2 separate regions of the Sarcophilus harrisii genome follow, and region 2 is linked to region 1. A link is a contact called in public Hi-C data. All regions are on one chromosome and are shown on one strand. The core of a region is the stretch at or near the end of the contact, and the rest is flanking DNA. Distances in the headings are between cores, read along the strand shown. Region 1 holds the start of KEAP1 (kelch-like ECH-associated protein 1). Region 2 holds the start of ILF3 (interleukin enhancer-binding factor 3).

The links. A called contact is a pair of places that touch in the nucleus more often than the background predicts.
Region 2: a Hi-C map of heart shows a contact between it and region 1, with 6 times the contacts expected there. The contact joins the promoter of ILF3 here to the promoter of KEAP1 in region 1. A contact is called at or near these places in 2 of 3 Hi-C or Micro-C datasets (fibroblasts and heart).

The regions. Positions count from the first base shown.
Region 1 is chr1:647,113,508-647,118,098 of mSarHar1.11, forward strand. It overlaps KEAP1 (kelch-like ECH-associated protein 1), which reads right to left and starts at 2,895. Exons shown (of 6, transcript XM_031947516.1): 1 at 2,873-2,895; 2 at 180-856. The coding sequence starts at 815. S1PR5 (sphingosine 1-phosphate receptor 5) reads right to left here. Exons shown (of 2, transcript XM_031947517.1): 2 at 4,483-4,591. The coding sequence ends at 4,561.
Region 2 is chr1:647,244,546-647,249,394 of mSarHar1.11, forward strand. ILF3 (interleukin enhancer-binding factor 3) reads left to right here and starts at 2,192. Exons shown (of 20, transcript XM_031947529.1): 1 at 2,192-2,771.

The DNA of each region.
Region 1 (4,591 bases), core at 1,645-4,144:
GGAACGAGTACAAGGCGCAGCCAGACTCCCAGAAACTACGCTTTCTCATTCTGACCCTATCTGTCTCAGCCAGAGGTGTGCTGTGTGCTTAAGCACGGGGCTAAAGTTTTGTTCAGAAAGTGAATCATTTGCCCCCACAACTACCCAGCTCCCAGGCCACTAAACCCATACACACTTACCTCCCCAAAGTGCATATAGATGTACTCCCGGGCACGCTGATGGAGTTCAACACAGCCAATTTGCTCAGCAAAGTTGGCAATGCCAATGGCATTGCTGGGGTCCAGCTGCTGCACCAAAAAGTCACTGCAAGCCCGTACTACGCTGTCAATCTGGTACATGACAGCCCCATTCATCACGTGCAGTACACATTTCTCCCCCATGGAGATGGAGGCAGTGTAGGCAAACTCTATGAGTCGTTCCATCACCTTGGGGTGGATGCCCTCAATAGAGACCACTTCCATGCCCTGCTCCCGCAGCCCATTGGTGAACATGGCCTTGAAGACTGGGCTGGAGGAAGCCAGTACCACCTTGTGAGCCATAAATTGGGCAGCAGGCGCATCCTCATATTTGACCTGCAGAGTCACATCACAGAGCTGCTGGCTGAGTCGAAGCTCATTCATGATGCCAAAGGCCTGCTTGGTGTGGTCCTCTAAGGTGTAGCTGAAGGTCCGGTTGCCATGCTGGGAGGGCGTCACCTCCGCCTTGCACTCCGTGGCGTACATCACCGCATCGCCGGCCCCCCCAGGGCGGTTGGACAGGAGGGGGAGAGAATGGGCACAGGGAACACCCCTGCTATGCCCAGACACTGGCTGCATCAGCCTTTAGAAAATCACTGCCGCCGCCTGGAATCACGCACCTGGGAGTGAGGGTGAGGGGATGGTGATCAGGCCCTAGATACCAGTGCTGGTGGGGAGAACCCACTCCTCCATGGGCTTCCTTCTCCTTTGCCAAGAAGACTATCTCAAGGGATGGCCACCCACCACGCAGCCTAAAGACTGCCAGCCTAAAAATGAGCCCTGCCAACTTCAGCTAGCTCGCTTAAGTAGCAATCCTAGCCTGGGTGGAGCCTCCTTCAAATGAGATAACCTACGGAAAATACTTTGCAAAACTTAAAAGGGCGATGTAAACACTAATGATGGTAATTATATTCCCCAGCCAGACCCCAGTTGAGGCCTTGCTGGTCTGGGTGTGAGCTCCGAAGGGACCACAGACATTGGAGGCTGCCCAGTCCAAACTGCTCATTTTAAAGAAGAGGAAGCTGAGGAGCTGGGAAGTGACTTTGCACAGGTGGTAACAGTTGAAATTCAAACTCCTGCTTTTTAACTTCAGGGTCAGTGCTCCAAGTGCAAAAGGCAGATGGTCCCAGACTAGCACCACAACGAAACCCAATAGTTGAGTTACCGTTCTGTTTTAATACCTACGTTACTGCCCAGGACCCCCCCCAAACACTTAATTTGTATGACACCCCTCGGCCCGGCAGCCCCTGTCCAGCTAGTTCAGGGCCCGGAGGCTCCCTCTGCCCCCCCTGCTTTAGGGCATCCCTGGGCCGGCCCTAGCGGGAGGGAGGAAGAGCTGGGCTCGGAGGCAGGAAGCCCGGATTCTAGCCGGGTGGGACAGCTTCCTAGCTCCGTGACGTCGGCGCTCTCGCTCCCTCCCTGCCCGAGCCTCCCCTTCTCGGGGCCGCCGGGGGCTCAGAGGAGACAAAGCCTGGGAAGTGCCACAAATGTCATAGTGCCGGGCTGCCGGGGCCGGGGCAGGATGCGGCGCGAGCCCAGGGTTGGAGCCACGCAATGGCTGCGCGTCTACTTCCTGCCCGGGCCCCGGCCCGGCCCGGCCCGCCAGCCGCCGGCCCCGCGAGTCCTGGGGCCGCTCGGGGTGGGATCCCGGCTCCTTCAGCGCCAAGCGGGCTCTAGCGCCGCCCTCTGAAGGGGAAAGACCGGCGCGGGCGGAGCAGGCCGGATCGCGGAGGGAAACAAAGCGCAGCCGGGCCGGGCCCGCCGGCAGCAGGAGCGACCCTTTTCCGGAGCCGCTTCGGTCCGCGCCGCCAGGCGCGCCCCGGCTGCAGGAGGGGAGCAAATCCGCCACCCCGAGCCTTCCGCACCGGCCTTCCCCCCGGCCCGGCCAGAGCCCGGAGCCAGAACCCGAACCGGGCCGGCGGCGGGACCCCGGGCTCCCCGAAACGCCGCGGCTGCTCCCCAGTCCCGGCCCGAGGCAGCTCTCTCGCCGGCCGCGGCCTCCCGCGGCCCCACGGGCCCGAGCGCCGGCGGCGGCGGCGACAGTGGCCGCGTTACTCACCCAGCCATGGCCGCGCTCCTGCTCCTCCTCCTCCGCCTCCGCCTCCCGGGCACGGGCGCCTCCATCGCAGCGCGCGGGGTGAGGGGGAGGAGGCGGGCGGGGGGGGGCGGAGAGCGGTGGAAGGGAGATGGCGGGGGCGGGGCGAGGGGGAGGATAAAGTCACCATGACTAAGCAGACCGCGCGCCCCGGCCTCGTCAGAATAAGAGTCCCTTGGTCAGCCGCCCGGCCACGGGGTCCCCAAGCCAGCTCCAGGAGGCGGGGGAAAAGGGACACACTGGCGCTACCTCCCAGAGAACGAGTACGGAAGCCGAGCTAGGAGGGGAGGGGCCCTGCTTCCACCTCGTTCCCCTCCCGCTTCCGAGGGGCGCCCCAGATAACCAAGTGCGAAGCCACTGCGTGCGCCTGGCGTTGAAGGCTGAGCCGGGGGCCTGAAGGCGGGCTAACGCGGGCCGCATTTCCCGGCCCCTCGGGTGGGGGAGGGGGTTCCGACGGCCCTCGGTGGCTGGCCTATCCCGGAGCCCGGGGCACGATGCGGCCCCGGCTGGGGCTTGGCGGGCCCCTGATCCCAGGACTCACCACAAGCTCTCTGGAGCGTCCGCCTTTGCCTCTTAGACTGACACCCGTGACTCACCAGTCCCGTCCCAGAACCAGGCCTCGCGCCTGGCAAGCCCGTTGCTTTGGATGCCTATCCCGCCCCTGCTTTCGGGCTGCCGCAGCTGGACGGAGCCCCGCTTCCACAGTCCCTGAAGTCTGGCCTTTGCCTTTCCCAGGTCTGGCGTAAAGAAATGGAGAAGCCCAGAGCACGTGCTGGTCGTTATCCCCGAGGCACCGCGCTCGGCCTGAGAATAATGGCAGTTCCACCCCGCCCCCATCCCCGAAACACACCTAGGAGGGAGGGAGAAAGAGGAAAAGGAGAGAGGGCGACTCCTCTCCCAGCCCTGCGGGTGCCTCGGGCTTCTGCCCAGACGGGCGGGGCGGGGATGTCCCAGACGAGGGGTCAGAGTCTCCTGGAGCTGGGCGCCCGTCTCTCCCCTCCCTCTTCGAAGCCTCTCCCTGCTGAGATTATAGGAAGTGTAATCCTCGAACCAGAGGATGCACTGGGAGCGGGATGCACAAATTTGACCAACAGTCGCCTTGAAAGCTGGCTATGGCAGCGGCAGAACCATGTAGATCCGAGCATCCAAGCTTGAGAGGCATTAGAGGAAGAAACCAGGGTCCCAAGGCATTGAGAGAATCTATGGGGTTAGAAGGCGTTCCAGGTAACTCAAGGCCAGAGGCACATATGGGACAGGATTTGGAATATCTAAGATGCCCCAAGAATCCTCCCCGATCTCTGCGTTTCCAGCCTCCGGAACAAAGCTCCCTAGGTCTTCTGCAATTCCAAGGGCTACCGGGAGGTGGCGGCCCGTCGACATGGCAGCGAAGTATAGATCAGTTTTAGGGCTTGAGAGCTTTGGAGCTCAGCAATCATCTCTCGATCCACCCCACTCCCCCCATCCTTCTTTCACAGTGCCCCAAGCAAGCCAAGAAGGCTGCATATCAGCAGGATAAGGGGCCGATCTCTGTAGAGCCCTTAGGTCATATTTTATGGGAAAAACACTTGCATACGAGTTAGTGTATGCACAGGTAGGAGAGGTGGATGGGGCTGCACAAAGATTTTCCCACAATCCGATCTTTTTGACAAGGACGACTCCCCCCCTCTCGCTTATGTAGGCAGCCAATTCGGTGTCCGGTACAGTGAAGAAAGACGAAACCTGGCAGACATTAACGACTCCGAATTTTCCTAATGGGGACTTTAAAACTCCAGCCCAGGTTCTCTTAGTGTCCGCTCCCCGATATTTAGACGTTCTATTACAAATTACTTTATTTATTTACAAACTACTTATTTAGAACTCCAGCCCAGGTTCTCTTAGTGTCCGCTCCCCGTATTTAGACGTTCTATTACAAATTACTTTATTTATTTACAAACTACTTATTTAAAACTCCAGCCCAGATTCTCTTAGTGTCCGCTCCCCGATATTTAGACGTTCTATTACAAATTACTTTATTTACAAACTACTTATTTAAAACTCCAGCCCAGGTTCTCTTAGTGTCCGCTCCCCGATATTTAGACGTTCTATTACAAATTACTTTATTTATTTACAAACTACTTATTTAATTTTCAAAATAAAACAAAACAAGCCAGTAATCTGAAAATAGTGCAGGAGGAGAGGACTGGGTCCTGAAGAGGGGTCGGGAAATAGTCTGGTCTTCTGACGCTAGTCTTAAACGGGAGGGCGCGTGGGCGTGGCGTTG
Region 2 (4,849 bases), core at 942-3,441, 130 kb after region 1:
GTTGGATATTCCAAAACTTCTTAGGTTCTAATCCTGACATTACGTGGGGAAAAAAGGCTTCACTTTTCTCTGCTATAAAACCGGGATCATATCCATAGTACTTACCTTACCAGGGTTGTTATGAAAATCAAATGAGAGAATTATTATAGAATATCATGTGAAGTGAACAAATGCCAAGTATCAGTAAGCAGAATTGGAAGGGACCTCTAGCCCACTGCTTTGTTTATCAAATCAGGCTACTGATGCAGAAAGGCTTTCTGGCCAAAGATCACATCAGTAATAAGCAGCAGAGCCAGCAGGATCCAGAGTTAGGCAATATGACTCAATTATGTTTGTCCTAGTCCAGATCATCTGCATTCTATTCCAGCTTTCATCCTGGGTCTCCCAAGTTCCTCTGCAAGGACACAGTGGGAACCAAAAGACTAGGAAGGGGCCTTTTCTCCCAGAACCAAAGCAGGATAAGCTATTTTAAAAATCCCCAGGCACTTGCCTAGACTAGAGCAGCACTACTTTGGAAATGAAGAGAGTTCTTAGAACTTTCACCTGTCCTTACACATTTTACAAAGAATAATAGAGGCTGTCTCTATCCATTTGTAGTCTGTGCTAAAATTTGGATATTTAGTGAAAATTGATGAATGAAGGCAACACAAAATTGTGGTTTTTCTTTTTCTTTAGGCTTTTCATTAATAACTCACTGAAGTGGAAAGTGGCTCTATAACTATAGCGGATGAAAAGAAAAGAACAAACAAACAGAAAAGTCCCAGGTTGAGTTCATTGAAGAATGTCTTTTATTGCCCTTTGCTAAGCACAAAAGTGACTCTGAACATTATGGATTTGGGCTAAAAAAAAGTTAAGGCCCTAAAAGCTTGCAGCTTTTTGCAATTGCTTTTGCAAATTTAATGTTAAAGTCACAGTTAATGAAAGGCAGGAGTGTTGGCAAACTACTGCTCTAGTACTACATGTGTCTGAGTACCACGTAGGGCAACATTAACAGGTTTCTCTATATAGCCAACTCCCCTCCATTGCGCCTGCTCCCCCATGCCTTCCCCTTTTAGGGTGCCTTCCATTTACTCAGTATTTTTGTCTGTTGTAGGCATCTCTCTCCCACTAAAAGGAGAATTCTTTGAAGGCTGGCACTGGTTTTTCGGGTTTTTTTTGGTCTTTCTTTGAAACAGGGCAGGCACATAATGACCAAGTAATAAATGCTTAACTTGTCTTAATGTCTAAATTCTTTAGCTTATACTCTAGGTCTGCCCTTCCATCCTCAGCTGTTCTATTTATGGGTAACACCACAGAACATTACAATTAGACCCTTAGAGCTGCAGTTAGGAGCTCTAGAGAAAAAGATCTGGATCAAATGGAATTGATAAGAAACGGGTGGGATCGTCAAGCAGCTAGGCAGTGGGAGGTTAATTCGGGGCACGCACCTTCAATCAGGTAAATACTGCATTTCTCTAGCTCAAGTAACAACAAGAAGGGAACCGCCAGGTCAGGAGGGCAACGGATGAGTGCAAGTACATCATTAAAACGGTGCATTACTGGAAAGAGACACCGATGCGAGAGGCGGTAGGAAACGGGCGGAGAGAAGCACGGCGAGGAGCCCGACCTAAGTCGGAGCCGGGTAACCAGTCAGTAACCACGTAGGACTTTCCGGTTTGGAAAGCGCTAGTGTCCGGCGTCCTCCAGGGGAGTCTCAGCGCCGCGGGGAAAGCTCGAAGCACAAAGGCGCCACAAACGGTCCCCGGGGACACCTCCTGTAAGACACCCGCCCCTCCCCCGCAGCTTAGTCTTAGGAATCCGCCTGGAGGGCCGAGAGATGACGCGACGCTCCTCAGAGGCAAAACCTGAACCCAGGCTCTGAGCGCCTCCAGGCGGGCTCCGGCTTCACCAAGCCTGCAAGGGTCAGGGGCAGAACTTAAACCCAGGGCTTCCTGACTCGGGCGAGGAGCGCAACGTGAAGGCGAACAGCCGAGGCGATCTCCGCCCAGCCTGACAGCGGCTCCTCACCCTGTTCTGAACGAGCAGACTGGGAATCACGGGGATCGTTCAAAATTCTTGCTCTGCTGCGTCCTGGCTGAGTGTTCCTGGACCAGTCGCTAGCCCTCACTGGGCCTCGATTTCCCCGTCTGTAAAAAGGAGGACCCGGACGTGACAATCACTCCCTTTTTCGGGAGCAGTCCCTTCATTCAAAGGCCGCCGCAGAGCCGAGAAGTACGAATTAGAACTTAAGCTGGGGTGGAGTGTCACGCCTTCTCCCGCAGATGCTTCTGCAAATGCGTATGCGTTTGCGCCTGCGCAGCTCTGAATCCAGGATGGCGGCCCCACTCGAACTTCTGCCCCCTTGTCACGTGACGGCAGCAACTCCCGGCAACCAGCCGACTATAGGGTAGAGAGAAAACGCACCACTAACATGTGACCAGGAACGCACGGGACATCATAGGCTCTAGCCACTGTCACGTGTTACGAACTACGGTCTCCGCTCTCCCCACCCCCGCCCTCATCTCTACAAGGGTCCCGGCGGAGGAGCCTGCGCGGAGAGAAGAGAGAAAAGGGGGCGGGGCGCCATTGGTCACGTGCCCTCATCTTTCCGGCGCGCGCTCCCGCCCGCCTGCCCGCCCGCTCGCCCCCGGCCCCGGCTCCTCCTCCTCCTCTCGCCATTGCAGTCGGACCGAGCAGCCCAGCGCACCGCGTGGTTGGGGGACCCGGGGGCTGTCGCTGGAGGAGGCAGCGGCGGCGGCGGCTGCTGCTGCTGGCGAGGGGGTGCCGACAAGGTAAGGGCGGGCCCCGGCGGGGCTCTCCTCCGTCCCCCTCCCCCCTGCGCACGGCGGCCCAGCGGCCTCCCCCGGGCCCGATCTCCCGCGGGCGTGAGGCAGGGAACCGGGGTCTCTGACGCGCCGTGCGGCGCCCTCGGGAGAGCGGTGCGGCCGCTGCCTCTGGGCCTTGGCGCCGGCCCCTGTCCCCGCCCGCCTCTTGCTGCCGAGCCCCCTCCCCCATCCCCGGCCTCGCTCCCGCGCTCGGCCGTTACTCTCCCCCATTGTGCCGAGGAAACAAAATGGCGGCGGTGAGGCCCCGGTGCGCGCGCATGTTCCCTTCATCCTCACGCCCCCCAGCCCCGTGCCCAGCGGAGCTTCGCGCCGGTGTCGGCGGCATGCGCGTGCTGGCCCCGCATCCTGCCTCCTCTCACGGGCCCGGCTCGGCCTCGTCTGGGAGGGCGTGTGTGCGTGCGTGCTAGCGGCGGGCTGCTTACCTCTTGCTGCCGGCGCGGCCTCCGGCTTTGTCCTCCGTCCACGCCCCCCCCTCCCCAGGCCGCTCCTCCGGGACCCGCGGGCACGGCGGGGATCCCGCCCACCCCCCATCCCCGGGCGGCGGCGGAGTCTCTCCTAAGCTCGGTTTCTGGGCTCGGGACAGCCGGCGCGGGCCCGCGGCACACGCCCCTTTTTGGTACTGCATCCCCACCGGGGACTCCCTTTATACTGGGATCTCTGCTCGCGGCCCGGCCCTGCCCTGCCCTGCGCCTGGGCACCGGGTCCGGGAGGCACGGGCGGGTGGGCCTCCGGAGGAGGCGAGCCTTGCTTGGGCCCCTGTGCGGATTGTGACGAGCTAGGATTGCCTTTGGCCTGGCTTTCTCGTTGCTAATTTTGAGGTGATGGAAAGGCTGCGTTTTTGTCGTTTTGGAAACTGCCACTGGTCTTTTTGGTGAACGCCGCTGCCTCCTTTGTCCTCTTCGGGCGCGTGGGTGCTCCTTTAGGTGCTCAGAGCAGAGCCCGGGCTAGCCTGTAGTCTTCCATCTCTGTACGGGCATTAGGCTTGCTGATCTTTTCCTTGCTGCTTCGGAAAAGGGAGGAGGGATGGGGAATGACTTGGGTTTATGTAGCTAAGGATTATTTTCTGTAAAAGAAAAGGGAGATTTAATAATTGGCTTTAGGGAAACTTTTCCATACCCCACTGGAATCTCTCCCAGTTCCACCCCCCAAAAAAGGAAAAGAAGAATCAGTAATGAGTGCTCGAGATTGTTAAGCAAGTCATCTCCCAGACTGAACTGGGGATTTGATTAAGCCTTTCATTGTTCCCTCTAGATTTCACTGATTTGAGTTTTTCTTAACATTTGTAAATTTAGATCGGTGAGAAGTTGTTTGCTACATCTTTGAAATCTCATATTCAGTTGAGTTAGGATGCTAAGGTACCAAATTTGGTCTTGCAGCAGCCCTGATGTTGAAGTGTGGAAATGAAGAACAGTAAAACGGTGAATTCAGAGGTGGGGAGAGGAAGAGATTCTCATGGCACTTTTCTGTTACTTTGTAGGCCTGCATTATTGTCTTTTTCCATCTTTAATGTGCAAAAGTAATCTCAGATTTTAACCAGCTACTATTTTTTTGCAGAGATTGTGAGTGAAATTTGGTTGTCTTTTTCTGCACCTAAATGCTGGCGGAAGGTCTGTGCTGAATGTAGAACCTGGCCTCCTTTACATTAGGGTCAGGTTCTTGGCCCTTAAGTTTGTGATCTAAGGACATCACCGTGCAACTGAACTGTCCTTAATCAAGTGGAAGCCTTTTCACTGAAGGAAAATGGTCCAAGGGAACAATTTCTTTAATTGTTTGCAGTATACTCACAATTCTACAGGCTCCTTTTCTGTTAACTGTTGAAATCAGATTATTTTTTTCTCAATTTGAGAATTTATTTTCAAGTGGTATATTGTCATTAGTGTTAATATTTTGAATTTCCAGAGTCTTAAAATGTGCTTTTTTGTACATTCCATCTAAACACCACTTGTGATAGAATAGAGGAGATATCAAAAGAAGAGCAAGTATTAGAGTTTCCTAAGAATATCATCTTCTTTATTTATGGCAGC